Linked DNA regions of Mus musculus: region 1 is linked to region 2. Evidence: chromatin contacts called from public HiChIP or PLAC-seq data. All regions are on one chromosome and are shown on one strand. The core of a region is the stretch at or near the end of the contact, and the rest is flanking DNA. Distances in the headings are between cores, read along the strand shown. Region 1 overlaps Etv6 (ets variant 6). Region 2 overlaps Etv6 (ets variant 6).

The links. HiChIP or PLAC-seq counts read pairs in DNA pulled down with a chosen protein or histone mark.
Region 1: a contact with region 2 is called in an H3K27ac HiChIP or PLAC-seq map of microglia, with 4 times the contacts expected there. The contact joins two enhancer-like sites. A contact is called at or near these places in 3 of 39 promoter capture datasets (3T3-L1-derived adipocytes and hippocampal neurons), 14 of 484 Hi-C or Micro-C datasets (B cells, the G1E-ER4 cell line, Th1 cells and 7 more), 8 of 115 datasets of contacts at active chromatin or transcription factors (CD8 T cells, bone marrow-derived macrophages, embryonic stem cells and 4 more) and 4 of 9 other capture datasets (adipose tissue, embryonic stem cells, liver and 1 more).

What each region holds. Positions count from the first base shown.
Region 1 is chr6:134,228,154-134,230,853 of GRCm38.p6, reverse strand. All of the region lies in intron 3 of Etv6 (ets variant 6), which reads right to left. Among named protein-coding and RNA genes, the nearest start is that of Gm38908, 6.6 kb to the right of the region's middle. Within about 2 kb of position 1,328, at least 5 of the 459 cell types and tissues checked have an H3K27ac peak or open chromatin away from gene starts, as enhancers often do. A contact at or near this core is called in microglia, where this site is marked.
Region 2 is chr6:134,050,757-134,053,456 of GRCm38.p6, reverse strand. The region is part of intron 1 of Etv6 (ets variant 6); the gene reads right to left. Among named protein-coding and RNA genes, the nearest start is that of Etv6, 16 kb to the right of the region's middle. Within about 2 kb of position 1,421, at least 34 of the 459 cell types and tissues checked have an H3K27ac peak or open chromatin away from gene starts, as enhancers often do. A contact at or near this core is called in microglia, where this site is marked.

The DNA.
Region 1 (2,700 bases), core at 79-2,578, 180 kb before region 2:
ATCAACACTTTTTTTCTTCGCATTTAGTGTAATGTCTTCCTAACCCTTCCTAATTTACATGGCCATACTGGGTTTGAGCTTGTAGATCTGATCAATGTTTTATTTTGGCATTATGCAGAATAGAAAATGCAAACATTAAAGAAATGTGTTCTTGATGATTACTATTAAAAAAAATAAGGCTGCAATTAGTGTATCCATTTTGGAAGGGGAGGCCAGGAAATGTAAATTTAGTGACTGCGAAGAGTGTTCAGCGCTATTCCCTCAGTGAGGGGCACAGACTGCAGCAGACACTGCCAGCCTAGGGACCAGGTCACCTTGAGCAAGCTCCTGGGTTTCTCTATAAGACGCAGACGGTACCGCCCACCTCTCCCGCTCATCATAGAAGTTCAACGAGGATACTGAAGATCAGCACCCGGGAAAGAGCTGGTGTCCCCACACCTCCTCAGGCCGGAAAGAAGACCTAAAACAAGGGCTAGGAGGAAGAAGCCACTTTCATGTCTGAGTTCTCATTTCTTCAAAAGAAGTTACTTACTGTTACCGTGTGTGCGTGCGCCTGTGCGAGCATGTGCCTGTCACACACAGTGCGGGTGTGGAGGTCAGCGGGTAGGTAACCTTGTAGAGTAGGTTCTGTCCTTGCACCTTCTCCTGGGTCACCAGGCTTGCATGGTCCACACATTTATTTACCTGCAGGGCCATCTTGCTGGCCCCTGGAGTTTTCATTTCTCTGTAGTTGCTGACGCTCTTGGGTATGACAGATACCTCCTTAAACATGTCCTTTGAGGTAATCCGCACAATGAGACCAGCACAGGCTTGCCAGGAAGAGCTCCCCAGCACTGCTTCAGTGGCACCCGCCCTGTTCCGATACCATTCTGACTACTGAGGTCATTTGAGTGGCCCAGGCCACTCAGGTCTTGGGTGGAGAACTGAGGAGGAAAGTCTGGGTTCTTCATTCCCACTTGAGGAAAGGGAAGGTGGTCCATGGCCACTCTGCCTGGGCCCCTCATCCTCCCACACTGAGCTAACCCCAGCACTGCTGGCATGAGCTCTGCCTTCACGATGCTTTAACCTTGCTTCCAGCAGCTGGCAGGGGAAGGGGCTGTGCAGAGAGACCTTCCCACAGAAGAAAGAAGAGGGATGCATGCGCATCAGCAGGCTCTGCCGGCTGCTTACTTGAACCCTATTCCATAAGCAGCAGTTAGATTACCATGCCAATGCCTTTCGTGGTGATGGCTGGGAGCTGTGGGAGCCTGAGTTCTAGCTCTGCCAGGCACACTTAACTTTGACCCTGAGTGTGGGCACAGCTGGATCAGGCCTGGGTCTGCAGCAACCAGGAGCCTGCACAGAGGAAGTGGCTGGCTAAGCACTACGGAAGAGGCAGTGTGCCATACATGCTCTGTGTTTGGACTGTCAATAACGAAGTACCTGTAAGAGCCTGGAGTCTTAGGCCTTAAAGAGAATTCTAGAAATGTCTGAGATTGGCCTAAACTTCTGCTCTCTAGGAGTCCCCTCTCTCCCCTTCCCCTGCCAAGAAAAAGCCTTGGCTGTGTAAGTCCTATGATGGGCAGCCAGCCCTGGCATAAGAAAACCATTTTTCTTGATGATTCTACTTGGTAGAAAGTTGTGTTGAGTTGGAATATGGCCTTCTTGAAATTCCTATACCCTGGTTGTAGTTTCCAGAGTGTTCAAAAACATGTCTTGCCTACAACTTCCTAAATAGGCAAGGGTGGCCCCGCACCTCCCTCCACAGCCACTACTACCCTTTGCTCCTTTAACACTTACATGCTCTGTGGATGGATTCCTTAAATTCTCCAGTGTGTAGACAATCTCATTTACCTTTTCTTAATTAATATTATCGTGTGTGTGTGTGTGTGTGTGTGTGTGTGTGTGTGTGTGCTTGTGGGTTTGCGCCTACAGAAGAGACACAAAGCAAAGCACACATGTGGTATTCAGAGGACAACTTGTGGAAGCCAGTTCTCTCCTCCCTCCACGTGTGTCTGGGATCAAACTCAGAGTGACAGGCTTGGAAGCAAGAGTCTTTACCCACTGAACCATCATGCCAGCGCAGGATATCATATGTAACACTGGCAACTCTCCCTTGAAGAATCTGTGCACACTTGGGTACATCCTGCTTTCTGTGACTTTTCTTTGAGAATCCCACATCCTTGCTCTTGGGCATTGTTTACTTTCTTCCCTGCACCTCTCTTAACCCTTTTGAATAAGCCTAAGCCTGTATTAAAAACCTTCAACTCTGCATCACAGACGTAAAGTTAACAGTAAGGAAGAGATCTTTGGAACGCAGAGGGTATTTACAGTAAGTTCTCCATTCGCCTACTGAAAACAAAGGTTGACCCATAGAACTGTGTGCCCAACTTTGTGAATCTCAGACTCAGGAAAGGAATAACTGGTCACAGCTGGCACTTCTACAGTGGTAGGCAGTGGAACCCAGGTCTCTGCACTCAGAGTCAACAGCTGGTCCAGCTGCCAATGCGCGTGTTTCTATGCAAGGCCCAGATCCATTCGTGCTGCAGATGATTTACTATGAAGCTGGGGGCTTCCCTTATGCTCCTCCCTGGAAGGAGTGCTGGGAACTGAAAATGTCTGTACCCTCCAGTTTTATGCCCTAACACTTTTATATTATCCTGGGTCCACATATACACAGCGAAACTCAAAACAGCTTGAATCCTGTCTTTTGACATGAAT
Region 2 (2,700 bases), core at 172-2,671:
GCTGTATGAGCAAACACCGTAGTGTTGCCCTTCGCAGACAGAAATGTTGAGGCTGCCTGTCACACCAAGGATAAGACAAGGACATTGTCCCAGTGTTGTGGAACCTGAGTCATTCTCACGGGTCTGTCCCGAGGCACTGCCATGAAACCAAGGGGGTGCCGAAGAACCACTCCTCTTGGCACCAATGCCAGCACTGAAGGAAACATGGGCTTTAGAGAAAGCTACGAAGAGCCCACCCTGGGGCAAGGACAGTGCCATACTCTTCTTCAAAAGGCAATCTCGAACTTCACAGAAACTTCACAGGTAATCGGTGCTGACCAACCAGTGAGGGAACAAGCTGGAGGAACAAGGTCGCAAGTTCGCCTGGGAGAGCCTCTCAGCCAGCCATAGATAGACTGCAGAGGATTATGAAAAAGAGCCCCTAGCTCTTTGTCCCAGACACAGTCCACCCATGCCACAGCAGAGAATCATGGGAGTACCAGCCAACTCATCTAGGGCATCCAGGCTACATCTGGTACAGGCAGCCTATGGAATCTTGAACTTTTTCTCAGGCTATGTTCCTCTCTAGAAGGTGGGCTCCAAGAGAGAGAAAGTATGAGTGGACAGAATTGTTTGTTGTGTATCCTGGGCCTGGACTGTGTTATGCTTGTCCTGTGGTCTTCCACAGGGCTTCAACAGGACGATTTCTATCTTCTATCGGCAAGGAGAATTTCCTCAGGACTTCAACAGTACAAAGACTTCATGTTTCACATCACGAAGTCAGTCCAGCATCCACTTAAGAGAAACTGAGTAAATACGAGCTGGTTTCAGAAATCTAATGCAAAACCATGGACATATGGCTGAGTTGCCAGAGTGCCTGCCTAGCACGCATAAAGCCCTGGGTTCAACCCCCAGCCTTCACAAACTGTGTAAGGTGGTTCCCACCTACAGACCTTGGCATGTAGAAACAAGAGAATCGTAAGTTCAAGGTCATCTCTAGTTTATGGTTAGTTTGAGGCCAGCCTGGGTTACGCGAGAGCCTACTTCCCCCGCATTTTCCCTAATGCTTTGGATTCAAGGTGCCTACCTCCCTTCTAGGCACCGTGTTAGAAACAGAAAATGTAAGAATGAGTCCATTAGATTCCTGCCCTGTCTGGGCTTTCAGACCATGGAGAAGAATAAGCCAGTCATCTATAACCGGATCATTGCCAATCACAAAAGGCAAGTTCAATGAGTTGTGGGAATGCCGTGTCTGGCAACCACAGAGAAAGCTTTGAAAAAATAGGCTTCGGATAACAAGAAGGCTGCCAGGAGAGAGAGGATCAGGGGACGATTCCAGGCATGAAAAGTTCAGCATATGGTCTGGGGCGAGTGCAGTACTGCCTGAGTGGGCCGTATTGTTGAAAGGGGAAGTGGAACACAGTATTAGAAAAGTAGAATGTCAAGTGCCTGGCTTGACAAAAGCAATGAGCTGCAAGGAGTCAGTGCAGAGCCAGAAACGGATCCCAGCACTGGTGAGATGGCTGCAGAAAAATCAGAGTATGGGGCCAGCTTTAGCTATGTAGTGAGTTTGAGGTCAAATGGGGGTGGAGTTGGGGTTAGAATAGGGCCACAAGAACTTCTCATTAAAAAAAAATAATAATAATAAGTTAGCCAGACGTCGGTGGCGCACGCCTTAATCCCAGCACTCGGAAGGCAGAGGCAGGCAGATTTCTCAGTTCAAGGCCAGCCTGATCTACAAAGTGAGTTCCAGGACAGCCAGGGCTGTCTGGGAAAAAAAAAAGTTACTCCTGGCTGGACTGAAGGGGGCCTGGGCTAGATAGTGTTATGCCAACTTGACACAAACTAAAGTCATCTGAGAAAAAGACCCTCAAGTAAGAAAGTGCCTCCATAAGATACAGAAAAGCCTGTAGGGCATTTTCTTAATTAGTCATTCAGGGGAGAGGACCCAGCCCAGTACGGCTGGTGCTCTCCACCCCTGCACTGGTGGTCCTGAGTTCTGTGAGAGAGCAGGCTAAGCAAACCGGTCGGCAGCACCCCTCCGTGGCCACTGCCTCAATCAACTCCTGCCTCCAACATTCCTGCCTGGTTTGAGTTCTGGTCCTGATCTCCACCCTTCAGGAACAGTGATGTGCAAGTATATCCAGAATAAAACATTCCCTCCCCAAGTTGACTTGGCCATTTTGTTTCATCACAGCAGTAGTGACCCTAAGACAGGGCCCAAGAGTGGAGACCAGGAGGAAAAGAAAGCAAGATGACTCGGAACCAGAAGCACGCCAGCAACATCGGAGCAGAGGAGACTGACCTGCGGTATAAACCACATGGAACTAGATTGTCCTGATGACCGGAAAGCATAGCACGCCAGCCATCTTAAAGTTACAGATCTAGGAACCTGACAAAGGGACAGTTCGACAAGACGGGGTGGCACAGACCCACAATCTCTGCACTTAACTTAGTAGGTGGAAGAAGGAAGATTAGGAGTCTGAGGACAGCCTAGGGCTACATACGTAGCAAGTTCAAAGCCAGCCTGTACTCATGGAGACCCAGTCTCAAAACAACCACTGCTACCACTCAGCAACAATGGATAGAGAAAGACAAGAGAAGACAAGACAAAGACAAAGACAAAAGAAGGGTCAGCATCCACTTTTGTGGCAGCGCTGACTTTACACTGAAGAGGTGACTGGCCAGACCATCATCCATCTACTATCCTCCTCTCCCCCG